Regions from separate parts of the Mus musculus genome. Here regions 2 and 3 are each linked to region 1. A link is a contact called in public HiChIP or PLAC-seq and promoter capture Hi-C data. All regions are on one chromosome and are shown on one strand. The core of a region is the stretch at or near the end of the contact, and the rest is flanking DNA. Distances in the headings are between cores, read along the strand shown. Region 1 holds the start of Rpusd3 (RNA pseudouridylate synthase domain containing 3). Region 2 holds the start of Gt(ROSA)26Sor (gene trap ROSA 26, Philippe Soriano). Region 3 overlaps Irak2 (interleukin-1 receptor-associated kinase 2).

Region 1 (4,947 bases), core at 1,567-4,066:
GAAGTAAGATGAAATGACCTCGGCCTCCAGAGAGGATCATGAGAAGGTAAGAGCAATGGCAGCTGGCAACCTGCCCAGCCTGAGGGTTCAACCCTACGCAACTGAAGCAATAAGGATGTGTGCTGAGTGCCAGATTGTGGGTGTGCACCTAAAACTGCTGCCTCCCGCTGAGCCCATTCACATACCCCTGGGGTCCACCACATGCTCCCTGACTGTTGTCAAGCACTGTCTTCCTCACGGGTCTCATAACCCGCAGCAGACCCACCTGTCAGTGGCTGCAGCTGGACCAGGGCACAGCCACGGCCTGTGGCCATCACATGGAAACGGCTGAGGGTCCTTTTGACACCTTCCTGGATGTCCTTTCGAGATGGGGACATCACTGGGACTGCCTAGGGTACCAGTCAAGAATGACTTAACACATCCCTAGGACTTTGTTGAGCACCACCCCCCACCCCCTGCTGCCAGTTGCCAGTTGATGTAGGACAGGGCCTCCACAATGGCAGCAGCCATTTGCCTGTTAGGAGACAGCAAAACTAGCCACCCCAGGTGCACAGCCTGGACTCCTCTGTAAGGCAAAAACCGAAGGGACACCACTTCCCTGGTGGTCTCTGACTTACAAGATCAACGTCATTCATTTGTTCCATCTTCAGAGGCATGCAGACTGTCCCCTCTGAAGGCTCAGGGATGCCATCAGTGACAGCACTAAGAAAGGGAAAGGAGGTCTCAGAGCAGCCTGGTGGGACCTTCCCTCAGTCCTGGGAGTGACCCTGCACCTCTCACCAGTAGGTGGCTGTGGGTCTCTGTGCTCTCCTTGAGTGGATAAAGAACTTCTGCAGGCGGCTTGCTGTCTGGGGACAGCTGGAGAGGAGCACAAGTCCGGAGGCCTCCCTGGAAGAAGGGGACAAATCACATAAAGCCTCTTGGTCTTGAAAACGAGCTCTAGATGGCTGCTCTTGCAGAGGACCAGCATTGAGCACCCGCATGGTGGCTCACAACTATCTGCGATTCCAATTCGAGATCAGATGCCGCCTTCTGGCCTCTGAGGGCACCAGATACACACTGTGGTGCATAGACATACATGCAGGCTAAACACACTATACACAATAAGGATAACCCCCATCCCCAACTAAAGGCTGGACAGAAACACCAGGACTAGAATCCAGACCTGAGAAACAAGTCATAAGGCCTTTTCTCTCTCCCTCAAGAGAGAGAGCCGAATGCGCTAAGAGTTAACACCAATGTCCAGGGCCTACCATGTATCAGGCATTTGAATAAGACTTTTACTTACAGTGGGTGTAACATACACCCCACACTATCACTTACTTCCCAGGTGCTCGCACAACCTGGAGCTCCTGGTGTTCGAGCCCCAGGGCCTGGCTCAGCTGCGGCAGCACAGATAGCAGCGTCAGCTCTCCTGGTCTCCCTGGGAGGGAAGAGGACAAGCTGCCAGCGTGCCATCCAACCATCTCTACCCCAGCCTTGCCCTCCTCCCTGCCCATGCCCATACCTGTCACAGGCAGACCCTGTGGCTTGTTCAGTGTCACCAGAGGTCCTGAAACAGTTCATGGATGTCAGCAAAAGCAGGGAAGCATGTCTGCATGCAGCCTCGGGGGTGGGGTTGGGGGTGGGGGTTATACAATCCAACCCCACTTTAAATAGCACTTCCTAATCCCTGTACCTCGGAGCCTTCATACCTGCAGTTCCAGGCTTCCATTCCCATTGGCTCCAACATACCTCAGTATAATGTGTGCCCCTCCTACAGTCCTTGACTGTTGCGGGTGGAGGGGGGCTCAAACACCAAGTCAGCCTCAAATTCACTACACAGCTAAGTCTGGTCCTGAACTCCTGATTCTCCTTGCCTCTACCTCCCAAGTTCTGGAATTACAAGTGTGGTTACCACGCCAGCAGCGATTGCTCAGTAATTCTCACATTAGGACGCTGGATCTCGCAAGGCAGGGGCCATATTTATCCCAGAACTGTGAAGCCCCTCACTGCTACATGAACATACAGTCGTGAAGCAACATGTGGGTGCTGACTGCTGGTCCTCTCTGCAAGAGCAGCCATCTAGCCCTCTTATGAAACCAAGAGGCATGCCGCTTACAGAGGCCAGCTATAACTAACCCCAAAGCTTTTTCTGATAGTTAACTTCTGTTACAGCTGCTCTCAGAACACAGGGAGGAGTGAGGTATACACCTCTCCTCGTGATGGTGAGGCTAGGAAGAATGTGACTGCTGGCCTGGCTCCTGCAGCAACAGGGGAGGCACAGGAGCAGCAGGCTCCCCTCACCTTTCTGATCCACCACAGCTGCCCTCAGGACATGAGCCAGCTCCTCCAGGCCGAGGTTCTCCGTCCTCAGCAGCCCCGGGAAGGGCTGGTCCTCGACTAGGTCCTTGTGCTTGCTGGAGCGGTGAGGTTGAGACGGACGCCTGAGAAACATGGTAGAAGCCTGTACCTCCCTCCCTTGCTCACCCTGCCTAGTCCAGCCTCTTCTTAGAACTCCCGGGCTCAGCAGACAGGAGTCCACCTACCCCCCAAGACTTTACCAAAGAGGCACCAAGGCTCAAAGGTCCAATGACCTAGTGCCGGGTCTCACAACATAGTCCGGCTTAGAACCAAGTACTGATCTGAATTTCATGCCTGCCCTCTCCTTGATCTAGTCTCTCCCCATACACGGAAGTGGAGTGTTATAATCACCGGGCCTCGGTGCCGAAGCCGGCATCCCTCTGCCGTGCGCAAGACCCCAGCTCCGGCCGCCAGATCATAGAGACATAACGCAAAACTCTCAGGGCTCCCATTGCCGGGGACCAAGCACAGTACGCATGCGTGTCCACGGACAGCTCAACCCCACCTCCCGTACATCCTCCGTGCGTAGATTGGTCAGGCAGGCTGTCAATCAAGGCAGAGGGCGCTCAGACGAGCGAGAATCCGGGCTTTGCCTCCCCTGTAGAAGAAAAAGTGCCATTTAGGGTTCTGGCTTTTGGGAAAACTGAGGCACGAGGCGGGTTATTTACTCAAAGTAGAGGACGTGTCTTAGAATAAAAAGGGTCGAGAAGACTGTCGTTTCAATTTTGGGGAACCTTAATCTGAAACCCTCCCTTGTAAAACCGAGGGAGAAGAAAGGTGAAGACCGGTATGCAGCCTTTCGGTCAGTACACCTGTCTGAAATTGTAACAGCCTGTGACATAAAAGGTCCCAAAGCTGTGGCTCAGGTGGTAGAGAGGCTACACAAGGTCCTGGGTTCAATTCCCAGCACCGTGTATGTAGGTCACAAAGAACAAGATCACAGATACTGGGTTGGAGACCAGCCTGGGAGATGCGCAAGGCCCCTCTATGAAAAGAAAATCAAGGTAGGCTGGGTGTGGTGGCGCATGCCTGGAACAGAGGCAAGTAGTTAGCTGAGTTTGAGACAAGCCTGGTCTACACAAAGAAAACCAGTCTAAAAAGAAAAAGAAAGAAAAAGAAACGAAAGCTGTGAGTTCCACCCTGGCCAGTATGTCTCAAAAACAAAATACACGGGCGTAAAATGAAACAAAATGGAGACTGGTTAAGATTGCCTGTTGTTGCCGGGCATGGTGGTGCACGCCTTTAATCCCAGCACTCAGGATGCAGAGGCAGGCGGATTTCTGAGTTCGAGGCCAGCCTGGGCTACAAAATGAGTTCCAGGACAGTCAGAGCTATACAGAGAAACCCTGTCTCAAAAAAACAAAACAAAACAGAACAAACAACAGGATTGCCTGTTGTTTTCAGCACCCACAGCCTTGGACTCAAAACCTCCTTTAACACCTGTCCAAACACACAGACATATGTACATAATTAGCAATAAAATAGACCAGACCTTTAATTCCAGTATCGGTCTACATAACCCTGTCTCAAAAAAAAATACAAAAGATAGTAACAATTTTATGCGCATAATAAAAACAGTGAAATAGAAATAATGACTGAAAATAAAAAGAAAGTCTCTTTTTGTTTGTTTGTTTTGTTTTTCGAGACAGGGTTTCTCTGTATATCCCTGGCTGTTCTGGAACTCACTTTGTAGACCAGATTAGACTGGCTTCGAACTCAGAAATCCGCCTGCCTCTGCCTCCCAAGTGCTGGGATTAAAGGCATGTGCCACCAGGCCTGGCGAAAGTGTCTCTTTTTAAAAAGCAGTGGGGTATAGTGGCACACACCTTTAATCCCACCACCGAGGCAAGAGCAAGAGGATCTGTCACCAAGCTCCCAGGCCTGAGAGCCTTCCTGAAAGGACTCCAGTACTAGCCTGTGGATTCTGGTGGGGGAATCAGAGGGGTGCGATGCTCCTTCCCTCCCTTCATTTAGAGGGGGAGGCTGCCTCCTGCACAGCTCTCACCCCAGGTGTGACCTCCCAAGTTCAGCTGGGAGAAAGTTAACCTCCAAATTCATATCAATGGTATTTGGAGACCAGCGTGATTAGTGTTAGACAAGAATGTGAAGGGGGTGTTCCCCATGATGGCTTAGCTTTCTAGGGAGGAGAGGAGAGAAAAGAAACCCTCTCCCTCAATGTGGGTCTGCTCCCTCCATGTTAGGGTGCACCAGAAAGGGCCCTACATATGCTAGGTACATGCTGGCTTCATGTTCTTGGACTCTGCAGCCTCTAGAACAGTGACCCAGACAAACTCTGCGTGTGTGTATTTTCTTTTTATTTACATGTAAGTGTCTGTCTGTCTGTAAGTATATGCCACATGTATACAAGTGCCCCAAAAGGCCGAAAAAGGACATTGGATCCTCCAGAACTGGTGCTATGGGCAGTCGTGAGCTTCCCACGGGCACTGAGAATGGAACTCAGCAGCAAGTGTCCTCAAACCAAGTCATGTCCCCCACCCAACAAAGATAAGCATGTTATCAACTTTCCGAGATGGTGGTTTGCTATCCTTCCTTCATCGCGGCTGACGGATCTCCCCACACTTGCTAGGCAAGCTCGCTATGACC
Region 2 (4,947 bases), core at 1,196-3,695, 340 kb before region 1:
AACCAAGCTTCACAAATACATTTGTTGCTTAATCATTTTACTTGTGTTTGGCTACAAGTCAAGCAAAATTATAGGTCCTGAAGAAGCTTGGCAAAATCACATTTAGACCAGCAATAACGTGTAGAATGCCATGAGTCAAGCCAGTCCAAGAGAAAGCACTGCTTAAATAGAAAAAATACAAGCTCACAAGACCTTAGGTCAGGAAAGACAACAAACACCTGAACTTTGCATTCCAAAAGGAACCACCTTTTACAGATGTGTACAATGACAAAATTTTAGTAAGCAGTAATCAATACCATGTGGCTCAATAATGAAATATACCTTTTAATGTCTTAAAATATCAGCCTGGCAATATGTAAGATACATCAGGTAATATTGGGGGAGGAGACATCCACCTGGAAACCATTAATGGTTAATAGCTCAGTTTATAAATGGAGAAAAAGGAGAGAGGCATTCATGGGAGTGGAAAGTTAAGCTTTAGGTTGGATTCTCAATACATCTATTGTTGTAAAACTCCCTGGACTGAGAATAGGCCCAAATGTGGAACACCACCTGACGGGAGAGGTGATAGACACTGAAAATTAAGGATCAAGGCAAAGGATCAACAAAAAGTGTACTAAGGAGTTATAAAAGAACTGCAGTGTTGAGGCCCCAGCTACAGCCTCGATTTGTGGTGTATGTAACTAATCTGTCTGGTTTCATGAGTCATCAGACTTCTAAGATCAGGAAAGGGAAAATGCCAATGCTCTGTCTAGGGGTTGGATAAGCCAGTATAATAAATGAAAATGGGGCTAAAATGAGTGTTCTAAAATACCTTTTGATAAGGCTGCAGAAGGAGCGGGAGAAATGGATATGAAGTACTGGGCTCTTTAAAAATGATTAAAATTCTGCTTACATAGTCTAACTCGCGACACTGTAATTTCATACTGTAGTAAGGATCTCAAGCAGGAGAGTATAAAACTCGGGTGAGCATGTCTTTAATCTACCTCGATGGAAAATACTCCGAGGCGGATCACAAGCAATAATAACCTGTAGTTTTGCTGCATAAAACCCCAGATGACTACCTATCCTCCCATTTTCCTTATTTGCCCCTATTAAAAAACTTCCCGACAAAACCGAAAATCTGTGGGAAGTCTTGTCCCTCCAATTTTACACCTGTTCAATTCCCCTGCAGGACAACGCCCACACACCAGGTTAGCCTTTAAGCCTGCCCAGAAGACTCCCGCCCATCTTCTAGAAAGACTGGAGTTGCAGATCACGAGGGAAGAGGGGGAAGGGATTCTCCCAGGCCCAGGGCGGTCCTCAGAAGCCAGGAGGCAGCAGAGAACTCCCAGAAAGGTATTGCAACACTCCCCTCCCCCCTCCGGAGAAGGGTGCGGCCTTCTCCCCGCCTACTCCACTGCAGCTCCCTTACTGATAACAACTCAGAGCGACTTTGGGAGAGCAAGTGCTTCCTGCCTCCAAAACAGCCCAACTGAGCCCTCGCTCCTTCCCTCCACTCCCCGGAGTGCGCGATGGAGGTCTGGCTCAGCACGCCCCTCTTGAGGCAACTCAAGTCGGAAACGTGCTTGCACCCGCCCCGCAGCCGCTCAGCCCTACTGCCCGTCCCCGCCCCCAGCGCGCGCTTCCTGCCACGTTGCGCAGGGGCGCGCGGCCAGACTCTGCGGCGCGGGGCCGAGGGGAGGGCCGGAACCTGGGAGCGCCTCCTCGCCGCCCCCGCTGGCCGGCGGATGGACTCAACTTGCACGAACACGAGCCAATGGCAAGGGCCAGTTTTCTGGGCCCCGAGAGCCAATCAGACGACGAGGCCCGGCCGGCGGCGGGTAAAACGACTCCCCCAGAGGAAGGGGAGGGTGGGCGGCCGCTCGCGCGCGAGCTACTTTCGCTGACCCTCCCTCCCCTCCCCCGCCCCGCCAGAGGCCGACCGCGCCCGCACGTCCAGCTCGCCTCACCCCACCTACCTCCCGCCCCACCCAGTGGGCAGAGCGAGGCTGCCGGCGGCTGCGCACTCCGGCTGCCGTTAACTGACAGGCGCCTTACGCCAACCAAAACACGCCATTTGTGTTTTCACACACGGCGGGAGGAAAAGAAGCCAATCAGCGACGAGACGTCGGCCGGAAGCGCTCCTCCGCTGCCCCCCCCCCCCCGAGCCATGGCCGCGTCCGGTGGAGACTTTTCCGCTCCCTTCTCCCTCCCCCTCCGGTTGCTGCAGGGCGGACCGCATTCCTGCCCACCACCCGCTTGCCCCTTCCAGCGTCACGACTCGTACCCGGCTGTCTCACAGAACGGCTCCACCACGCTCGGAGGGCCTGCCGCGGCCGCCCATCCCCGCAAACGCACCAAGCCGCCCTCCCGCCAGAGTCCCGATCCCCTACCTAGCCGAGGCTCTCTGAGGAGCCGGAGCCCCAAAGCACAGCCTCTTCTTTAGGCGGCCCCGGCAGCCTCCGCTGATTGGCGGCGCACCGGCCAATAAGTGTGGGGCGGTGGGCGGAGAGGCCAATGGCGCGGCGGGAGGGGGCGTGTCCCGCGTGCCCCTGGCGCCGGCACTGGGAATCCCCGTGCGGTCAGTGGCGTTTCCGCTCGGGCAGCGGGCTGAGTGAGCTGCCGCCGCTGCCGCCGCTGCCGCCGCCGGGGGAGGGGCGGCCGCCGCCCGCCTGCGCTCAGAGACTCACGCAGCCCTAGTCCCGCCAGTCCGCCAACACAGTAGTGCCGGCCCCCTCCGCCCCTGGCCCTCCCCCTCCCCGCCTCGGGCTCGCTCCGCCTTTTCTGCCCCCCACCCCCACCTCACGGGTACGGGCCATTCCCGGCCAGGAAACGCCGTGGCGCCGCGTTGGGCCTAACTCGAGTCTCGCTGCCTCCCGGGAGTGCCGTGCGCCGCAGCCCGGGCCCAGGCCCCGGCAGCGCCTGGGTCAAGGTAAGGGTCCAACAGAAAAGAGACACCGAACCACACGACCGGGCCCCGGGGGAAAGAAGGGTCACCTCAGTCTCCCTGCGTTCCCTCTCCTCGGGGTCGTGGGCCTGGGCCTCCCCAGCCTGGTAGCAGGAAGATGCTTGCCCTTTTCGTCTTCTCAGCTACCTTTACACACCATTGCACCGCTCTTGCCCAGAGAGAAAGGCTCTCCTTCATCTAGTCGACCCCACTACCTTTTTAATGTCTTCCCTGGGTCAGGACTCTTCCCCTCCCCCTACTCTGGTCTCCCCTTTTTGCCTGGGTATTGCCTACTCCACGTTTATACCCTTTTCAGGAGAGGCCTCCCAACCCTGCTCTCAAAATACACATACTTTTTTTTCTGTCCCTGAGCCCCCCACCTCCCCTGTTCTTGCGGCCTTGTGACAACTCTGGTCGCTCGTGGGGGCCCAGTCCTCCCCTCCATAATCTTCCTGAACGCCTCTCCTCTGGTTTTCCAGTTCCTATCTCAGATGGCTGCTGCTTTTCCCACACCAAAGACATTACCTTCGCCACCCCCACCTCACATTCTTGGACTCCCTGTGGCGTATGCCCCAGTATCCTTGCGATATCCCTGTTGAATTTGTAGGGTTCTAGCCTGGAATTGAGCCAGATTTTGTCGTTTTCCCTGCCTAGGGCGTGGAGAGCGATCTTTTAAGAACGACTCTAAAGAAGAGGGGGAGGGATATGCCCCTATGAATCCGTGCAAGCCAAGATCCTAGGTAAATGGTAGTGGGCAAAAGCCCTGGTTTTAGTAGGTAATCGCTCAGAAGGAAAGTTTTAACTCCTGGGAAAGCCCCTTCTATGCTAATTTATTCTATCGGGCGCCTTTGCCTTTCTCATTCTTAGGAATAAGGATCTTTCTCCTGTGTACTGATGCTGCAGCCCGCCCTGCTGGCCTGGGTCAGGGGTGCGTGGATGACCTGCATTTTCTGCTTTCTCATGTTACTTGTGTAACGTCTTCACCAGCAACTCATTTTTCGCCCAGAGCTCTGGGCTCTGGGTTTTGTCTATACCTGGATTCCTTTTGCCAATTGTTCCTGTGCTCAAAATACTTAAAAAGATTCAGGTTCTCGAATTTCCTCCATACCTTGACTAAATTGTTTTTAGATGACATATTTGTGACCAAGGTCATGTTTACATTACTTCCTTGCTTATATGTTAAATACCTATACTTTTGATTGGGGAGGATCCAGATGGAGGAGGTTCCAGGAGGAGGTTTGTGTGCAGCATATTGAGAGGAAAGTGTTTTGATGGTTAATTTGATATTAATAATGGTTTAGGTCGCTAGGAGGAAAACTTTAAGAGGTTATTTTAGATGTGTGCAATCTGACCTAGGACTAAAGCAGAGAATACTGACATAATTAGAGATTTCTGAGTTTGGAGGACACAGGAATTTCTTTTCCCTGGATTTCTTCCAGTTTTCTCAGGAGGATCATTAGTTCTCTGTCCAAAATTTGTGGCCTGTTATGGGATTAGAGGCTTTAAGGTTATTCAGATTGTCATGTGTAGAATATTGAGTTATGTTCTTTGGTAGGACATGACCCAAGGCTCTTGTTCCTAGCTGTAAATTTAAATATGATTGCTGAATGTTTGGAAAATTGACCTTTTTAAAACTAAAACTTAATGCTTATATCCACATTGCTGGTTTAATTAAAACGAATATTTGGAATTTGGTATTTGTTGATTTTCAAATCAAAGACCTCAATTTAAAAGTGACCTTAGGATTGTTCCTTTCTAAAAGCATAGTTCCAATCCTTCCAGCATGGAGCACTTGTTCCCCCCCCCCCCCAAAAAAAAGTGTGTTAAGAAGTGGGGGTGGGGTAAAGAAAAGGTTGCTCCTGTGTTGGATCACAGGAGTGAGTATACAAGGCGGCAGCAGCTGCTGGCTCTGGAGCTCTGGTTGCTACGTGAGAAGCTTGAGTAGTGCTGGCTGCTGTCTCCAGGGAAGGACAGCAGTGCAGCGTCCATTAATGCTGTTGGCTGCAGGGAACTGCACT
Region 3 (4,947 bases), core at 812-3,311, 270 kb after region 1:
AGAAAGAAAGAAAGAAAGAAAGAAAGAAGAAAAGAGAAGAAGAAGGAGGAAGAAGAGGAGAAGGAGGAGGATGGAGAGTAGGAGGATGGAGAGGAGGAGGAGGGAGAGGAGGAGGATGAAGAGGAGGAGGGAGAGGAGGAGGAAGAGGAAGAGAAAGAAGAGGAGGAGGAAGACGGGGAGTAGGAGGGGGAGGAGGAGGAGAAGGAGAAGAAGGAGGAGGAGGAGGAGGAGGAGGAGGAGGAGGAGGAGGAGGAGGAGGAGGAGGAGAAGAGAGTACTAACCACAGTGTAGTACAATCAGGCTTGAAAGATCCATGGCCTGCAAACTCTTTCAGATCTATCCACTGGGCTGCTCTGCCGTGCACCGGCTTATTTAGTTTTTGTGTATTGTGTGTGTTCTTGTACATGGAAGTTCCACAGGGACTTGTGAGAGTCAGTTCTTTCCTTCCACCGTGTGCATTCTGTGGATGGAACCTAGCTCCCTAGGCTCAGCAGGATGCACCTTTCTAGGGTGGACTCATCTTGCCTCTCCCTGCTTCAACTTTTATCTTTTAACAGGATCTCACACTGTAGCTCATGGTGGCCTTGAACTTGAGGCAGTTCTCCTGCCTCCATCTCCTAGGTTCTGGTATTATGAGTGTGAGCCGACACCTGCTTGTCTATTTTTCAGATGATAGCTCTTGGCTGGCTTTGAACTTCATACTTAGCATGGTGGCTATGAATTCCTGAAGCTGCACCCGCTTCTCAAATTCTAGGATTATAGGCTTCTTTTATCCCATTAGACTCTGATACTTTTATATTTATAAAAAAAAGTCCACAGCAGCTGGGTGTGGTGGCACACTGCTTTAATCTATCAGCACTTGGGAGGCAGAGGCAGGCAGATGTCTGTGGGTTCAAAGCCAGCCTTGTCTACAGAGTGAATTTCAGACAGCCAGGACTCTGTAGGAAGATACTATTAAAAAAAAAAAAAGGAAAGAAAGAAAGAAAAAGAATTATTGTGATTGTGTGCAAAATAAATGAATTCATATGGGATTTTAAAATTAAATTCAGAAGTAGAATGTGTGTGTGTGTGTATGTATGTATCCTTGTGTACATATATGTGTACATGTACATATGCCATGACACAGATGTCAAGGTCAAAGAATAACTTCTCCTTCTACCCTATGGGTCCTGGAACTCAGATTGTCAGTCTTGGCAGCAAGCACCTTTACCTACTGTGCTATCTCACCAGCCCATACACTGAGTTGTTTTGCAAGGCACAGAGGAATTGAAATGTTCTTATTCAGGGTGAGCAGTATGTATGGCGAGCAGGTCAGTGGCCTGGGATGCTGACCCAGCAGCTGAAGCCGCTGCTTAAGGCCAGCTCGGGCTACGGAGTGAGTTCAAAGCCTGGATGCAGTGTAAGGAGCTCCTAGCTCAGACGTGAGACAAGGGAGAAGGTCCCAATGTAGCTCCATGTAGCACGTTTGCCTGGTACCCCCGCCCCCAAGGCTCTGCAATCAACTCAAGGTCACAGACACTTGCCCACACCTGGCCCAGTCTTTGCCATCAGAAGTCTGGGGTGCAGTGATTGGACCGCCTGGGCTCACACATTCATCTGCAGCAGGCATTTGATTATAATTCCCAGGAGACCATGTGATGGCCTTCGGCCTTTGAAAGGACCGGCATGGACGCAAGACATTCCCAGACCAAGCACTCAGCACAAATGAGATTTATTTCCCCAGACCAGCAAGCAGGGGGTGAGGGGTGGGAGAGGTTATAAAAGTAGCAGCAGCAGCAACAGAAAGAAAAACAAGCAGACAAGAGAAGCAAGAGAGGGTGTTTCTGTGGGAGTGGGGGGTTTAAGGGATGTGTGTGGAGGGAGGGGGGAAATGTGTCTGCTAGGGTGGGTTGGTATATCCTGACTGAGCATATTAGCCACAAAATGAGTTTTGATAGTTGGACTTTGGTGTTTTGTCTTAGGAATGAATCAGTGACCAAATAAGGGAATAGCTTGAGGGCCAGCTTTAGGAATGTAATGGTTGTTAAGCAAGAGAGAGGAAACCGGGGTAAAAGGTCAAAACCTGTCTGCAGTGTTTGCTCTGCTGGGGGGAGGGGCTGGGTTTGCCTTGCGTGCTTATCTCTGCTAGAGCCCCTTCAGCTTTAGTGTCAGCGACTGATACGGCTGCTTGTCTGTCTCCTCCTCCAAGGCACGAGTCTCCCTGGCCGGGGTGGAGGAGCAACTCCGAGGGCAGCTGTCCCTTCCCTGGAGCAGGGTTTCTGAGGCCACAGGCTCATCTTCCAATACCCCGGAGGAAACAGATGACGTTGACAATTCCAGCCTCAGCGTCCCTTCTTTGGTTATGATGGCATCGTGCCCAGGGGCTGCCTCCTCTCCACTCTTCACGGGACATGGAGCAGCACAGCCATCCACCAGTGGGAGACAGGAGGCTGACTCCTCGTCAGAGGCTTGCACAGGCCCACAGACACCCCAGAACGGTAAGCTTGGGAGGGTGAGGTGCCCATGCTGAATCACTCCTGTGACCCTAACTTAGGCCATCCCTCCTCTCTTTTCCTAATTCATGGTTTTTGTTAGTAATTCAGGCATTCACTGCACAGTGGACACACAGAGAGGAAGTTCAGCACACCAGTGACTATTGTTTCCGACCACTCTCCTGCCTCTTAGACTTTCACACCTCCATCTTTGTACTGCGCCTTGGTCATACCTACTTCCCATTTGCTAGGACAGCTGTGTGGCGGTCCTCAGCTTTGTTCCACGCATGTCTCTGGCTCACTACTTCTTTTTTTTTATTTTATTTTGGTTTTTCAAGACAGGGTTTCTCTGTATAGCCCTGGCTGTCCTGGAACTCACTTTGTAGACCAGGCTGGCCTCGAACTCAGAAATCCGCCTGTTTCTGCCTCCCAAGTGCTGGGATTAAAGGTGTGCGCCACTACGCCCCGCTCTCACTACTTCTTCTTCCAGGATCCAGAGAGAGAGTGATATTTACTGAATTTTTTTAAGTTTAAAATCTGATTTTATGTGTATGGGTGTTCTGTCTCTGTGTATATCTGTGGAATGCATATGCACAGTACCTGAAGAGGCAAGACAGCCTGAAACTGGAGTTGCAGATGATTGTGAGCTAACATGTGGGTGCTGGGAATCGAACCTGAGTTCTTTGGACGACCAAGCAGTAAATGTTCTTAACTACTAAGCCATCTTTCCAGTCCCCAGATTTTAATTTTTTTGATGCATTTTTGCAGTACTGGACTGGATGTAGGGCCTCATTTTGTGTGTGTGTGTGTGTATACATATATGTATGTATGTATATATATATATATAATATTATATATTATTTACACACATAATATAGGATATATAATATATAATACTTCTATATATATATAAGTAATCTATTTTTTTTTTTAATTTTGAGAGATCATGTGTCTCGTGTAGCCTAAAATAATATGGACCTTCCTATATAGCTGAGGATGCCCTTGAACTCCTGATCCTCCTGCCTTCACCTCCCAGGTGCTGGGCTCACATGACTGGTAAAATGGCCAGCAGGTTAAAGGTGCTGACATCAAAGCCTGACAACCTGACTATGTATGAACCTGGTTTATCATACGGTAAAAGGAGAAGATTGATGCCCTGACTTCTACAAACACACCTTGTCATGTATGCACATGCCCACGTAGGTATATGTGTGCATGCACACATATACACACAGCAAAGGAAAAAAATAATTAAATAGTTTGAGACAGAGTTTCACCTGGGCTATCTCGTGAACCCTTGTCTATTTATTTTGGGATTGCAGGTATATGTGCCACTATGCCCTTCTAGAGTGGGTTATAAAAACACACTGCTTGGCACATACCTGTTGTACTTAAAACCACTTCTCTGGGCCCAGCAGGACCTTGTGTGGTCCCTCTTGCCTGCCTCTTTTTCCTTGCCAATAACTTCTAAAGACACCCTCCATCACTGGCACTTGGGTCCAAATATGCCAGGCTTCCTAGTGAAATAAAAGTTGAGGCCTTTTTGACGAGGCATCACCAGGCCTTGTGAATGTGACTCACTGGTAGTCTAGACCACTCCACTGGGGAGGAAGGAGAATTTAGAAACTGTTATGACCTAAGCGACAGGCACCATAAAATCATGCCATGTGACAGATCTCACATGGCCCAATGTGCCAGAGCAGCTCCCCAGGGATGCTCTTGTCCTGTCTCTCAGACTGCTCCAACTGGGCCCGCACACTCCTTCCCCTAGATGGTCCCACAGCCTGGACAGCAGTAAAGCAGCCAGCCCTCCCAGGACTTGGCCAGCATCTCAATTTTCTTAGGGTCCCCTGTTATGACATTGCTCTTGGTCAACAGGAAATAGTTAAAAGAGCACAGTGCCTGACTCCTGCCCAACCATCACCCTTTTCTAGTTCCTCATTTGTAATGAAACGAAAAAGGAGGGATGTTAGCATACAGGTGATTCCACCAGGCTCCTCCCAGGGACCTAGCAACAGTCCTCACGTGCCACTGCAGCCAGGTGCTTCAGGTGCGGGCTGTGTATACAAGGATTGCCCACTATCTAGCTCTTTCTCCTTTCTCTCTCTGTTACCATGTGTTTCTGGACAGTCTCTCCCCCCCCCCCCCCGTTCTACTCGTCTGCTTCTACCCCTTCTCTGGGTCCTCACTCCCCTCCCCTCCCCCAAATAAATCACCTTATACCAGATTTGTTGCTTGGTGTAACTTCTCAGGGGTGTGCTTTGTCATGAGTCCACCGGGTACCCCCTTGACGCATTATATTTCATAACAGAAATAGCTATGATTATTGTTGATGGCCACACTTCTCCCATGACTGTGGGAATATGGGAGCCTCTTTGTGGAAAAGGTGTATATGTGTGGTGGGGATTGGGGGAGCCGGAGTGTTAGAGTGTCTATGGGGGAGGGTGCAGACTTCCCTGCAACGGCATAAGCTATG

Evidence for each region. Promoter capture Hi-C pulls out the DNA fragments that hold promoters and counts their contacts. HiChIP or PLAC-seq counts read pairs in DNA pulled down with a chosen protein or histone mark.
Region 2: a contact with region 1 is called in a promoter capture Hi-C map of pre-B cells. The contact joins the promoter of Gt(ROSA)26Sor here to the promoter of Rpusd3 in region 1. A contact is called at or near these places in 5 of 39 promoter capture datasets (erythroid cells, frontonasal cranial neural crest, hippocampal neurons and 2 more), 7 of 115 datasets of contacts at active chromatin or transcription factors (the SCID.adh cell line, astrocytes, bone marrow-derived macrophages and 4 more) and 3 of 9 other capture datasets (adipose tissue, liver and pancreatic islet).
Region 3: an H3K27ac HiChIP or PLAC-seq map of embryonic stem cells shows a contact between it and region 1, with 4 times the contacts expected there. The contact joins the enhancer-like site here to the promoter of Rpusd3 in region 1. A contact is called at or near these places in 4 of 484 Hi-C or Micro-C datasets (the G1E-ER4 cell line, liver, muscle stem cells and 1 more), 9 of 115 datasets of contacts at active chromatin or transcription factors (effector CD8 T cells, embryonic stem cells, extraembryonic endoderm stem cells and 3 more) and 3 of 9 other capture datasets (adipose tissue, embryonic stem cells and liver).

The regions. Positions count from the first base shown.
Region 1 is chr6:113,416,524-113,421,470 of GRCm38.p6, forward strand. It overlaps Rpusd3 (RNA pseudouridylate synthase domain containing 3), which reads right to left and starts at 2,817. Exons shown (of 9, transcript NM_001033204.1): 1 at 2,695-2,817; 2 at 2,287-2,426; 3 at 1,508-1,552; 4 at 1,324-1,423; 5 at 781-888; 6 at 618-702; 7 at 266-389. The coding sequence starts at 2,795.
Region 2 is chr6:113,074,799-113,079,745 of GRCm38.p6, forward strand. Gt(ROSA)26Sor (gene trap ROSA 26, Philippe Soriano) reads right to left here and starts at 2,446. Exons shown (of 3, transcript NR_027010.1): 1 at 2,376-2,446. Setd5 (SET domain containing 5) reads left to right here and starts at 2,841. Exons shown (of 22, transcript NM_028385.1): 1 at 2,841-2,914.
Region 3 is chr6:113,688,595-113,693,541 of GRCm38.p6, forward strand. It overlaps Irak2 (interleukin-1 receptor-associated kinase 2), which reads left to right. Exons shown (of 13, transcript NM_172161.4): 12 at 2,189-2,477. Among named protein-coding and RNA genes, the nearest start is that of Tatdn2, 6.0 kb to the right of the region's middle. Within about 2 kb of position 2,062, at least 224 of the 459 cell types and tissues checked have an H3K27ac peak or open chromatin away from gene starts, as enhancers often do. A contact at or near this core is called in the G1E-ER4 cell line, adipose tissue, embryonic stem cells and 6 more, where this site is marked.